2 separate regions of the Mus musculus genome follow, and region 2 is linked to region 1. A link is a contact called in public promoter capture Hi-C data. All regions are on one chromosome and are shown on one strand. The core of a region is the stretch at or near the end of the contact, and the rest is flanking DNA. Distances in the headings are between cores, read along the strand shown. Region 1 has its middle 22 kb from the start of Gm30044. Region 2 holds the start of H2ac18 (H2A clustered histone 18).

Region 1 (6,997 bases), core at 2,331-4,830:
CTTTGGATACAAACCTGACTCAGTCTCAAAAACAAAAATATCAAACAATAACAAAACAAAACAAACAAACAAACAAAAATCCCACTACTCAAACCCAGGGTGTGTGTGTGTGTGAGTGTGTGTGTGATTTTGTGTGTGTATATGAGTGTGTGTAATTTTGTGGGTGTGTGTGAGTGAGTGTGGTGTGTGAACAGGTGGGTACAGAGTCCAGGAGAGGGTGTTAATTTCATTGGAGCTGGAGTTACAGGCAATTTTGAGCCTCCAGGCGTGGGTGCTGGGAACTAAACTCGAATCCTTTGAAAGAATAGTAAATAACAGCTAATCTCCCTCTCCAGCCCCTATTTTAAACCTTTTAAAAGCAAAGGTCTCATACAGCTCACTATTTAGCTGTGGATGGCCTTGAGTCTCTGGTCCTCCTCCCTTTACCTTCCAAGTTCTATGACTATAGGAATGTGCCATGGAGCACAGCTAAATGTTTGCTGCTGCTGCTGCTACTATAACAATAATAACTAGTATTATTTATTAAAGCAAGGAGAATTGTTCCAGGTCTAAATGACTTTATGGATACATTATAGAAAACCTCTAAGAAAAAGATCTGTTTCTCTGGGACTGCAGCTCAGGTGGTAGAGTACTACTTTACATGCAGGGAGCCCTGGGTTGGGCCCTAGCACTGTATAGAACAGGGGTGGTGTCACAAACCTCCAACCCAGCACTTAGAGGGTGGAGGCAGGAGAGTGAGAGTTCAGATTAAATGTAGCCAGATGTTGTGCTGGAGGCTAGCTTGGGCTACATGAGACCCTATCCCAAAAAAGGAAAACAAGGGCTGGAGAGATAGCTCAGCAGTTAAGAGCACTGGCTGCTCTTCCTAGAGGTCCTGAGTTCAATTTCCAGCAACCACATGGTGGCTCACAACCATCTGTAATGGGGATCCGATGCCTTCTTTTGGTGTGTCTGAAGACAGAGACAGTGTACTCACATACGTGAAATAAGTAAATAAATCTGTTTTTAAAAAAGAAAAACAAAAAAGATAAATTCATTTGCTATGTATACATGTGTATAGCATAGAAAGCAATTAAACATTTGTATCTATTTAAGTTAAACTAACATTGAAAAGAAGGCATACAGGTATAGTATCAAAGAAAAGAAAACAAGTCAACTTCATTTATGAAGATTAATATTCTGCAATGGATAAAAGAACAACAGGCCCAAACTTATCTTTTGAACTATCACCAGCTCCCTAATATATCACAGCTATCAAGAAAAGTGCCGGGCACATGACAGGTGCACATATTTTTTTGAACTAATTGTTATTAATCAAGCAGGGTTAATCCCAGGTTATAAGTATAGTTGAAATTGGAGAATATGTTCACTGTAATGAGGGGAAAAAAAAAGAAAAAGAAAGAAAGAAAGAAACCAAGAATATATTGTAATGCAATTTTAAAAAGATGAAATTTAACTTCTGTCCCAATAAAAGTTACTGTAGCAGAATAAGGCCCTCTCCTCATCTCACTGAACCACTTATACAAAACTTTTCTTGTCAGGTATGGTAGTACATACTTTGGATCCCGACACGAGGAAGGCAGAGGCAGGTGGCTCTCCAGGAGTTTGAGGCCTGGCTGGTCTATATAGGAAGTTATTTCCAGGATAGCCAGGGATACATAGTGAGATCATCCTGTCTCAAAACACAACAACAACAACAACAACAACAACAACAACAACAACAACATCCCAAACAAACCAACCCAAAAAGCCCCAAACAAATCACAAAACAACAACAACCTCCTCCCACAAAACAATAACAAAAGCTTCCCTTTAAATTGTGTATGTATGTGTGCATGCACCCGCAAGTACCCACAGAGGCCAGAAGATGGTGCTGGATCCCCCTACAGCTAAAGCTACAGGCAGTTGTGACCTGCTTGAGGTGGGTTCTGGGAAAGAAACTCAGATGCTCTGGAATTATAGCATGTACTCCTAACCTCTGAGACACTTCTCCAGCCCTTCTTATTAAAAGCATTGTACTGACTAGTTTTGTGTCAACTTGACACAGCTGGAGTTACCACAGAGAAAGGAGCTTCAGTTGGGGAAATGCCTCCATGAGATCCAACTGTAAGGCATTTTCTCAATTAGTGATCAAGGGGGAGGTCCCCTTGTGGGTGGTGCCATCTCTGGACTGGCAGTCTTGGGTTCTATAAGAGAGCAGGCTGAGCAAGCCAGGAGAGGCAAGCCAGTAAAGAACATCCCTCCATGGCCTCTGCATCAGCTCCTGCTTCCTGACCTGCTTGAGTTCCAGTCCTGACTTCCTTTGGTGATGAACAGCAGCATGGAAGTATAAGCCGAATAAACCCTTTCCTCCCCAACTTGCTTCTTGGTCATGATGTTTGTGCAGGAATAGAGACCCTGAATAAGACAAGCATAAACGCTATATTTGATTTTGAGACATCAGAAGGCCAGGCAACAAGAGTGCCTGCTGTTATCGCTATTGGCCAGCAGTTCTGTGGAGGCTGCTCGAAGGAGACAAAGCAGAGACCATTTCAGTCACAGGAAGAGAAGGGTGTTATTACAACTGTCAGCTATGGATGTCAATGACTGTCCCATTTTTTTATAGTTAGCAATTTTTCTGCATTTTAATCTTTCATATCTCCATGATGATGATGATGATAAAACCAACAGTATGTTGAGGCCAGAATCTTCATGGTAAGGTATCCTGTGTTGAAACAGAGATTCATGGGGGCTTGAGAGCTAGCTCAGCAGTCAAGAGCACTGACTCATCTAGAGGACCTGGTTTGGTTCCTAGCATTCACATGGTGGCAATCAACCACCTCTAATTCCAGGTCCCCTCCCCTGACACCCTGCTCAGGCCTCTCTAGGTACCAAGCAATGTGAGGCACACATGTCCTTGCAGACAAAAACACTCTTCCATGTGCTCAAAAAAAAAAAAAATCTAAAAGCAAAAAAACAAAAACAAAAAAAGATGTAACCTACAGGAGGAGGCTCACAGAGACATGTGCTGATGAGCACTCTCAAGATGGGGTGTCAAACTGTTTTTTTCTCTTTTCTAAAGACTGATAGTTCAATGCTAGAGGACACTAAGTGTTCCAAATGTCCTTACTTTGCTGGGGTATCCATGACCCCCATCCTGTACTCGCCCTCTGCCCCTTAGTCGGATTCAAGTGCTTACTGTCTTCTTACACTTAGCTTATGTTGTTCATCAGAAAGTCTTTAAGTACTAGATGGCTATTAAGAGGGTGATGTATGAAGAAAGCTGCTTAAATTAATCATGCAATGAATTTCAGTGCTGCAAAGTGCGCTGACATCTTAAAAATCCATTATTAATTATAAAATTAAAAACTGCAACATCCAAAGTATGTTATTTTGGATAAACCAAGGCCTGCTAATATATTTATACTTTACCAGCACAACAACGCAAAAAGCAACTAAAAACTCAAGCACTTCTATTTTAGCGCTGGAAGAGAGATTTCTAGATTATTCTGCCAGAGTCTTATCTGCCAACCACCAGAGAGGAATGAGCTTGCTTCAAATGGGTTTGCAGAAATGACTTCCTTTTTAAAAGTAGCTCTGTCAGCTGGGAGCAACAGCAGAAAAAGGACAAACTTGCTGAATGAGGCTGTGCTGGAGTTGGCCAGAGGGCCCGTCACGGCTCTGTCATTGGCATTCCTGCTGCAGCCAGAGAAGCCTAAGCAAGCGGAAAATCTATAGTACTTTCATCTACATCTAGCTGAAAGTGCTTACGGGAGCGATTTTAAGTTCTGAGAGCGATAGGGTGCTGGTTCCGACCTCGGGAGAACACAATGGGTCCTGGGTCCTTTGTTTTTTGCACATTCTCTGGTGAGCGCTGTTGTCCTGGCCTAAGCTATGAATTGGTTACAGTGCCTTTTCGCTGTAGCCACACCCTTGTTAGGGCCATTCTATATGGATGCCTTTACAACAAACTAAAAGTGCTAAGCAAGGCACTGGAGGGAGGGCTCAGCTGTTAAACTTAAAACTTTGCTGCTCTCACAGAGGGCCCAGGTTTGGGTCTCCACCCACATAGCTGCTCACAACCATCTACGTCAGTACCAAGCGATCCAATGCCTTCTCCTGGGCTCCATGAGCACCGGGCACACATGTTATGCACATACATACAGGCAGACAAAATACTCAAAAAACCAAAGCATTAAATAAAAGTGCTAAACAAAAGAGAATTATTAGAGGTACCTAGATATGTGCTTTAATTTTAATTTGGGCTTGAATTTTGACTTTTATGTTTATTGTTATATACCTTCACACAATATTTTCCTCTTCCTCCCTTTTCTCTTTCCCTCCCTCCTTCCCTCCCTCCCTCCCTTCTTTTCTTTCATAGGGTCTCACTATTTTTCTTGGGCCACCCTCAAATTCACAATCACCCTGTTCCCGCCTCCTCAGGTATGGTTACAGTCATGCACTACCCACCATATCTGATGTTACGCGAATTTCTTGAACCCATCCGACCCTCAGTTCTGTTCAGTACAATACTGAATAATGCTGATCTTGTGAGGGTCACCGTGACAAGCAAAAGGTGACACCTAAAAGCAGTTAGACTCATGCTAACTCTGGGTTTTAATGACAGAGGTTAGCAGAGACCAAAAATATTCTGTCTCTTACTCTAATTACATACCACTAACAGTATCTTTGAAGCATAGGGAAACTTCAATAATCGTGGATGTCACTGAAGATCAGGGTTAAGATTCTGGGCTGGAGAAATAACTCCGTGGTTAAGAGCACTGGCTGCTCTTGCAGAAATCCTGGGTTCAGTTTTGGGTACTCACATGTCAACTTAAAACCAACTGTAACTCCAGTTTCAGGGGATTTAATCCCCTTTTCTGGACTCCTTGCTGCACCACACATACAGCATGTGATGTACAGACACACATGCAGGCAAGACACCCATACATAAAAAGACTTCTTCTGGAGCCACCAGCGGCCGCGGGTTCCTGGGTTCCTGAACGGAAAGCTCGGGCTGTGTGGGTAGACAGCAAGAGAAGAATGAGACCAAGACAAAGTTTCTGATTAACGACCAATGTTTACTATGAGCCTGAGCTTATAAAGGGGTGGGAACCCATCCCCCACTTTGCCAGGATCTCATCAGGAAAACAAGTTCAGCCTCTCAGCAGGTAGTGGAGTCTTGGAGGAAGCAGCAGATGTGGCAGGACAATGGACTTTACCCTGATAGGAAGATTCCACCCTAGGTGGGCTAGCGGCTGTGACGAACACAAGGTCTGAATCAGCCTCTCAAGGCTGGGTGGATGGGCACATTCTTCCATGCGTGAGAATGAGTTAGACCACTTAAATGTCTAACAATAGAGGCCGGCTAAGAATAAGGGCTGGGGGTGGTAGAGCTGGAGAGGTGGCTCAGCAGTAATGCAGGTATCAGTCTTTCAAAGGACCAGTGTTCAGTTCCCAGCACCCACACTAAGTGGCTCACAGCTGCCAGTAACTCCAGCCCCAGAGGATCCAACGCCCTCTTCTGGCCTTTGAGGACACTTGCACTCATGTGCACATACTCACATGTAGACACACAGGCATACATACAATTAAAAATAAATCTAAAAAAAAAAAAAAGAAAAGGATTAGGTATGTATCTTAATAGTCGAGTGTGGAGTACTTGCCTAGCATGGTTAAGGCTCTGGGTTTGATTCTCAATAATACAATGATAATAAGGGGGGAAGAAGGAGGGAAAAAGGGAGATAGAGAAAGAAGAGGAGGAAGGAATGGTCATAACACAAAGGAAGTAATATGCAATTGCTACAAATCATGTTTGGGTGTACAGAAGTCTCGCATGCCTTTAGATGGTTATCAAGTAACTGAGTGTGATGGTATAGGGAGTGGTGAGGACTGTGGTCAAGTGGGGTTTAGGAAGTTTGTCTACAAGTATACTGCTGAAGACTAAGCTGTGGAAAGATACTTATGATGTACTTTGAAGTGACAAAAGCAAATAAGGGTATAACTAGGTCCTGGGGGTCTTGGTCAGGCAGAGCTCTTCCTGGTGTGAGTGGGGACCTGGGCTCTGTATCCAGTGCCACAGAAAGAAAAGCAAGCGCAGGTATAAAATGATTCCAGAATTTAAAAAATTATTTTATGTGTATGAGTGTTTTGCCTGCATGTATGTCTGTGTACCATGTATGTGCCTGGTGCCTGTGGAGGCCAGAAGAGGGCACTGGATGCCCTGGAACTAGAGTTACAGGTAGTCATGAGCCAGCATGTGGGTGTCAGGAATCAAACCCGGGGCCTCTGGAAGAGCAGTCAGGGATCTTACCTGCTGTGCCATCTTTCTAGGCCCCCAGAAGGAGTCCTTTTTATACATAGGAAGTAAAGAATATATAGATGAAATACTAACCATCTCTCTAGTCTTGTTTCCAATTTTTTTAAAAGTAAGTATGTTTATAGGTATATCCCTTTTTTGTCCACTGGTTGGTCTGTCTTAACTATTTGGAATAGTTAATAATAATAGTAGAAATAATATATAGAAATAATAATAGAAATAGAATAATAATAGAAAATACAGAGGCCATACCATGGTCAGGAATTGCGTTAAGCACATATACTAACTAATGCAGTCTACACAGAACTAATGACTACCAGCCCTATCCTTGTCTCTCAAGTGGTAGAGCTGAGACAGCAAGAGATTAAATAACCTCCCTAAGGCCAAATAAGTAAACGGTAAAGAGTCAAGACTCAGGTTCAGGCAGTAGGGACTGTCTCTTGACTGCTACACCCTATTAAAATAAAGATATTATGAGTTATGACTTATCTGGGTTTTGCATGTGCTTTTTATTTTCCTTGTGGATTCTGGTGCTTAATTTTTCTATTATAAGCATGCAGCTTAATAATCAGGAAAAGCACACTATTTTGTTTATAAAAACACTCCACATTTATTGTCTGTACGCGCTGCTTTGGGATCCTCTAACTGCTGCTCTGTAAATGAGAATTAGTTTATGTGACTTGCTGGCTGAAAGCTTAG
Region 2 (6,997 bases), core at 2,601-5,100, 160 kb after region 1:
TGGATCAAGGGTTCAGCAAAGACTACACAACCCTGCATTTATGGACTGACTGCAGATCACGAGAATGACATCCTATGACCTTAGAATATACTTTTGATCCTTAAGTATTTGTCTTGAAATATAATTTGGTACGTGTTATTCCTGATATGTGTTATTCCTATAAAGGATGTTATAACATTGACTCTTCTATTTCTTTGTTAGTGCTTCATACCTAGTGCCTTCAGAGACCAGGAGTTAGATCCCCTGGAGCTGAAGGCTTGTCAGCAACCATGTAGTCCTGGGAACTGAAGGAACCCAGATATTCTGCAAGAGCAGCAAGGGCTGTTAAACCCTGAGCCATCTCCAGCCCTGAACTTTTGTATAGATTGAAGCTACACATATCAAAATAGGTTGATAAGGAAAAACGGAGGCTCCCAAGTACACATTTGGGCCAAATCTGCAAATATTAAAAGTCATCATTTTATCAGGGCCAAAGATTAATATGTCCACAACGAAAATGTCTAAGTCTCTTTTAACCTGAAAGTTTTATTTATAAATTTCAATAATTAGAATTTTTAGCAGTTGCATTCTTAAGATTGTCATAGTAAGGTACCATACTGTTTTCTGAGACACGAGAACAGGCTAAGAGAGCAGGCTGTGAGGCTATGTATGGGTTTGACTTGTTTTGGCTGGTTTTATGTGGCAACCTCACACAAACTAGTCATCGCAGGGAGAGAAGTTTCAGTGGAGGAATGGCCTCTCTGAGACCCAACTGTAAGGTATTTTTCTCAATTAGCAATTGATGGGGTAGGGCCCAACTCATTGTGGGTTGTATGCCATCCCTGGGCTGGTAGTCCTGGGTTCTATAAGAATGCAGACTGAGCAAGACATTAAACAGCACCTCTCCATGCCCTTGGATCAGCTCCTGTCTCCAAGTTCCAGCTCTGCTTGAGTTCCGGTCCTGACTTCCTCCAATGATATGGAAATGTTTCCTCTGCAACTCGCTTTTTGGCCATGCTGCTTTTGTTGAAGCAACAGAACATCTTTTGTGTGGAAACAGTTCAAGCTATAGCAGTAGTTGATGGCTATGGTAGGCTGTGAATAGTCCAATTTTTCAGAACCCATCAATATTTAAGAGAGGAAAAGGACTTGTCTATTCAATTCTGAGAGGTTATCCTGGATTAACTTCGGAATAAGCCCTAAACATAATCATCAAAGTCCTGGTTGGAGATAGTCAAAAAAGTTTAAGAAGTAGCAAGCATTCACACACTGTCCCAAAAATGTGGATTTTCCCACTTCAAATGCCTCAGAGGTATTCCCAGCCCCTAGGGTTTTAACTAATTCCAGATGTGCTCAAGTTGACAACCAAAAACAACCATCACATCTATTTCAAAACTACCTTTGCTAAGTAGGACTCTTTTAAGAGTTTCTGTCTAGAAAACAAAACAAAAAACAGCCTATACCCCCCCCCCCCAAAAAAAGAAAGGAAAAAAAGAAGCCACACACAAAAACTGTCTTTAAAAAACAAAAAGAATAAAACTGTTACAATATAGGAGTCATATTAGGTCAAATATACCATGGTGCAATGCTACATTTACTAAGCTACCATTCAAAGCACATGTTTACACATCTTAAATACACTGACCATATCTAACGAAGGCACACTGACTTCCCACTGACACTTGATACACAGGTGAAAGACAGGATCCACTTAATTCTTGCACTGAAGCCATTTCCTGTTTGCTAAAATAAATCCAGTTTCAAGAGCTGCAGAAATCCTAGTGCAGCTGGAGCTACCACAGTTCACTGTGGAAATGGCCACACATTCTGCCACTGACTGTTCACAACCTTTCCACCATCTCACCCCACAAATGCATTCCCCCCATTCCAAGGTATTGTCATATATATATATGTCATTATCAACTTAGTTCCAAGGTTTATTCCTTCACCTAGTAGGGTAACAAAATCAGTACTGTCAACCAACATAGCTTTCACTTCAGCCTGTCCACAAAGCCTGAAGTTGTAAACCAATGCCAGTGTCCTCATGATATGCAACAAAATGAACAAGTAGCCAAAGGTTTGAGGGTAAAGGATTGGGCTGTAGACACCCTAAGGCAAGGCTCAACCACGTGTCTAAAAGAAAAATCAGAGATTTAGTCAAGAAGCTATATTGAGAAGAATATAGGCCCAGCAAACCCCACCCCCCGAAAATCTGTCTATCTACAGATATTGACATGAATGAGCTTGAAGCCTTAAGTAGAGGAGGAACCTGGGCAGGCAAGATGTTAGCAAAATTAAGGAATCCTAGGAGGCAGATGCATGGTTCTCTGGTCAGTGCTACGGTTTGAACCTGCAAGATTCGGGAAGATATCACTCTGACTCTCACTTGTACTCTAGGGAGTGGCCCTGACCTCGTGGGTAACGGCCCTCATTTGCTATGATGCAAGTGAAAGGTAAAACAGTAACTTCACTCTGCCTTTAGCCAAAGGAGACAGACATCAAGCGAAGACAGAGACACCACACTTACAGTCAGCTTTCAGCTAACCTATTTATGTTTTTCAGAAGAGCCTGCTTCTTTAGGGACAATGTTCCCGAAGCAGCTCAGTGTGGAGCCAAACCACTTCCATACCCTTGGGTAGATACTTGTTTAGGACGTTCCCTGGGAGTTAATTATACAAGAGTCTGGCTCAAGTGTATCTCTTTCTGTTTTTAGAAGCATGTGGTAACTTGGAGCAGAAATACCCAAGGTAGCCTGGGACCCAATCTGCAGGGATGAGAGAAGAGCATTGACACTATGGGAATAGCAATGTGACAGGGCCAAAGGAGAGGCAGAGCTGACTGAAGAGCAGCAAAGGCAGGTGGGAGACACTCAGGGAAACAGGGGGTGGGGGGAGTGAAACTAAGGCAAACAGAAAACAAGCAACAATGTCTGTGTGGCTAAACAATTCTGATTGAATTTCTGGTGTGGTGCTTAAGACCTCGTATATAACTAGGAAAGTACTGTGCCATTGACCTACATCCCAGAATATGCCAAACTACAATGAAATAACATACAAAGTGCCATTAAGACTTCAATCTTTAACAAGCTGTACGTAAATCCCTCTTAAATCTTGTGACCTGAAACAGGAAATTTAGTCACCGTATGTAAACTGAAAACTGCACTAAAAAATAACAAGATCCAAGTTAAGCAATTTCTGACCCAAAAGACAAGTTACTTCACAGACGCCTCCGATGCTGATACTTTAATAAATGGACTGCCTAATGCTTTCCTACATTCTGACAATATATTAACACTAATTTTATGTAACTCCCCTGCAAAGTCGAAAGATACCCCTACACTTAATACTCCTCATTCAAGGGCACATGTAACTTGAGTAGAAATGATTTCTAATGTCAATGGGAGGTAGAAGAGAAAAAAACAAAAAAACAAAAAACCCAGGAAGCAGCAGAGACACCGTGGGTGGTTTCATACAGGAAACAGGGTAAGGCTGCCTGGCTCTGCCGGGACGACTCGCCAGTTTGGGCACAAAGATGGAGCTGAGGAAAGAACTCACAGCCTGTGCCAGTCACCTACACCTGGTACACCATGCCCTGTGGCCAAGTTTACGCGTGCTACCGGCTCTATTCCTGTTAGCTTCCTCAGCAGGAGAAACAGCGAGCAGGCCCAGCCGCCCGGCGACCCGCGGAGTGTCGCAACGACGGCCGCACGCAAATGAAGCCACCGAGCACGCGCGTCGTGATTCGCGCGTTCCAGGGCGGCGCCGGGGCGAGGGAGCCGGTCTTATGTAAATGAGAGGCTTCTGTCCGCGCGCTCCTATTGGCCACGGCGTCAGGACGCGTGTGAGCCAATGAGAGCGTCGGGCGGACAATCGGGTCTGCGTCTATAAAAGAGTGAGGCGTCGGCGCCGGAGTACCGTTTCCTGGTTGTGGCCGTTCGTCTGTTTGCGCTTTCGTGATGTCCGGTCGTGGCAAGCAAGGAGGCAAGGCCCGCGCCAAGGCCAAGTCGCGGTCTTCCCGGGCCGGGCTACAGTTCCCGGTGGGGCGTGTGCACCGGCTGCTGCGCAAGGGCAACTACGCGGAGCGTGTGGGTGCCGGCGCGCCGGTATACATGGCGGCGGTGCTGGAGTACCTAACGGCCGAGATCCTGGAGCTGGCGGGCAACGCGGCCCGCGACAACAAGAAGACGCGCATCATCCCGCGCCACCTGCAGCTGGCCATCCGCAACGACGAGGAGCTCAACAAGCTGCTGGGCAAAGTGACGATCGCGCAGGGCGGCGTCCTGCCCAACATCCAGGCCGTGCTGCTGCCCAAGAAGACGGAGAGCCACCATAAGGCGAAGGGCAAGTGAGGCCACTGCTCGCGTCGGCCCGCGTCTCTGTGATATAACCCCCGCGAGCTCCTAAAAAGGCTCTTTTCAGAGCCACCCACTGAATCAGATAAAGAGTTGTGTCACGGTAGCCGGTCTTGGTGGCCTTTCCTGGCCCTGCCCCAAAAGTAAGAGTGTCGTGTCCTCTGCTTCCTTGCCCATCCTGCCCGTGGTTCCCCCTGGTAGTTTGTTGTCGCTCTTTGGTTCATGCCCTGCCTCGGCGGAGCGGATACGCGGTTCTCGCTGACCGTCCCAAGCATTTAGCCCCTATCTGCCCACACCCTTGTCCTACACAACACTGTCCCTCACTCAGCGTCCACCCGCCTGACCCTTCCCAGGACTAAGACTCAACTAGGACGTCTAGGCCAATCTAGACATAAGTCGCAGTCAGCCGCGCTCTCGTCCGGTCCTTGGGGAATGTCTAGGAGGAGGAGGTGTCCCGCGAGGACTGGACGCGGCCGGCTCTAGGGATCATGGGGGACTGGGGCTGGGACTGTGGCTGTGGCTGGGCGGTGCTGCACAAACACTAGATTAGTTCTGCCCTGGGACTTTGGGCGGCGGGCGGGGGCGCGCGAGCTCCTCTTGGGCAGAGCCGGGACCCGCCCTCTACGGGCAGCTGCCAGACGTGGCTCCACCCTCGCAGAACGTTGGCAAGTGGACCGGGCGCGGGGCTGGACGTGGGGGGCGGGGGGGGGCGGGTCAGGTGGCGTGGCGGGCCCGAGCCAATGGGCGAGGTCGGGGCCGGTGACGCCACGGCCAATGGCGCGGCAGCGCGGGAGTTTCAAGTCGCTGTCTCCGCCCCGCCGCGGGGAAGACTGCGCCTATAAAGGCGGCCGGCTCGGGCCGGTATCAGGTCCCCGAGTGCTCCTCGTTTGGGTGTCTTCCGTCTTCGCCATGGCCCGTACGAAGCAGACTGCCCGCAAGTCCACCGGCGGCAAGGCCCCGCGCAAGCAGCTGGCCACCAAGGCCGCCCGCAAGAGCGCCCCGGCCACGGGCGGCGTGAAGAAGCCGCACCGCTACCGGCCCGGCACCGTGGCGCTGCGGGAGATCCGGCGCTACCAGAAGTCGACCGAGCTGCTGATCCGCAAGCTGCCGTTCCAGCGCCTGGTGCGCGAGATCGCGCAGGACTTCAAGACGGACCTGCGCTTCCAGAGCTCGGCCGTCATGGCGCTGCAGGAGGCGAGCGAGGCCTACCTGGTGGGGCTGTTCGAGGACACCAACCTGTGCGCCATCCACGCCAAACGCGTCACCATCATGCCCAAGGACATCCAGTTGGCCCGCCGCATCCGTGGGGAGCGCGCTTAAGCGCCCTGTCTCCCATCCATTCCCCACAAAGGCTCTTTTCAGAGCCACCACAGCTTCCCGGAAAGAGCTATTCAGCTTTTTGTCTTAAATTGCCTTTGCATTCTTCTAGGTTTCTGCAGTGGCTGGTGCTTACTGTCCACCGAGCCTCTTTTAATAGTTGCCTATAGTCGCTTAAGAATGTGCTAATTTCGGGGGCAATTGCGAGCGCAGTGACTAAAATATCTTATCCAGGTGCTCAACCTCTGCATTCCTCTTCTAACATCAGTCTTAATTCGTTTTTCTTTTATCTTTTTCGTTCCCTTCTAATGTAATTTGACATGATAGAGCTTTTTCTTTTTTTAAAATGAGCACCTGGCTCATTGAAGCCAAGTGTCAGGCCTTGCAAGGCTACTTATATTGCCCTTTACAAATTAGTATACTTTATTGCTAACATGCGTTGCTTTTCTATGTTTTTGGAGTAGATGTTTACAGCCACCTTCCAATGTTTTGATAGTTTACTTGGGAGATCCTCGTGTTCATTACATTACAGGTTTTAAGTTTTAGCATTGAGTATCTTATCTGCCTGCTATCAGGTGAGTTACTCCATTCAAATTTAATTACTATGATGATGGTATGTAAGTCGTGTGTGTGTGTTAGAGGTACCACATAGTAAAAGGCTGACCTACAAACAACGTTCCTTTGGTTCCATTCTAATTGTCCTAATTTCAGATTATCCACTTTACTGATAGATAACTTTCCTTTCCCCCCTCTCATCTATTAGAAGTTCCTTGTCCTTTGCTCAAAACTCACAAATCACCAAATACTTTACAAATGCTTTTGAGTTGTATAACACTATTCTTCTGTCCAGACTCTTTCTTGCCTTAGTTAACACCCTCAACAACCCTGGTCTAAGATTACATGTTTAGCAAGGTTTCTCACTGTCACTAAGTAACAATCTAGAAGGAGAATCTTGAAAATCCATTTAAATTTTAAAAAATTTAGATTTATATGTATGAATGCATTTTGCACATATGTATATATGTATGTATCATATGGCTACCTGGTACCTGAGGAGGCCAAAAGAGGCTGATGGATCCCCTGGAACTGGAGTTATAGATGCCATGTGGGTTCTGGGAATTGAAACCTGATCCTCACCAAAGATGCTATTTGCTGAGCCATCTCTTCAGCCATTTTAATTATTTTTTAATCCCAATAAAAATTTAACACACTGCTAGTTTCTGGGTTTTTTATGGCTTCCTAGGTTTAGATGTTCTCCCAGCAGAATAAATAGCAGCATGCGACACCTGTGAGTAAAGTGTCTTTACATTCTGTTTCTTCTGTCCAAAATAGCCTCCCCTTTGCAAATTC

What was found. Promoter capture Hi-C pulls out the DNA fragments that hold promoters and counts their contacts.
Region 2: a promoter capture Hi-C map of embryonic stem cells shows a contact between it and region 1. The contact joins the promoter of H2ac18 here to the enhancer-like site in region 1. A contact is called at or near these places in 10 of 39 promoter capture datasets (the C10 cell line, the HPC-7 cell line, cranial neural crest and 6 more), 21 of 484 Hi-C or Micro-C datasets (the C2C12 cell line, CD8 T cells, the G1E-ER4 cell line and 11 more), 12 of 115 datasets of contacts at active chromatin or transcription factors (the HPC-7 cell line, bone marrow-derived macrophages, embryonic stem cells and 3 more) and 4 of 9 other capture datasets (adipose tissue, embryonic stem cells, liver and 1 more).

What each region holds. Positions count from the first base shown.
Region 1 is chr3:96,079,336-96,086,332 of GRCm38.p6, forward strand. No RefSeq gene overlaps it. Among named protein-coding and RNA genes, the nearest start is that of Gm30044, 22 kb to the right of the region's middle. Within about 2 kb of position 3,581, at least 17 of the 459 cell types and tissues checked have an H3K27ac peak or open chromatin away from gene starts, as enhancers often do. A contact at or near this core is called in the G1E-ER4 cell line, the HPC-7 cell line, bone marrow-derived macrophages and 1 more, where this site is marked.
Region 2 is chr3:96,241,647-96,248,643 of GRCm38.p6, forward strand. H2ac18 (H2A clustered histone 18) reads left to right here and starts at 3,851. Exons shown (of 1, transcript NM_013549.2): 1 at 3,851-4,406. The coding sequence starts at 3,935. The coding sequence ends at 4,327. H3c14 (H3 clustered histone 14) reads left to right here and starts at 5,039. Exons shown (of 1, transcript NM_178216.3): 1 at 5,039-5,702. The coding sequence starts at 5,240. The coding sequence ends at 5,650.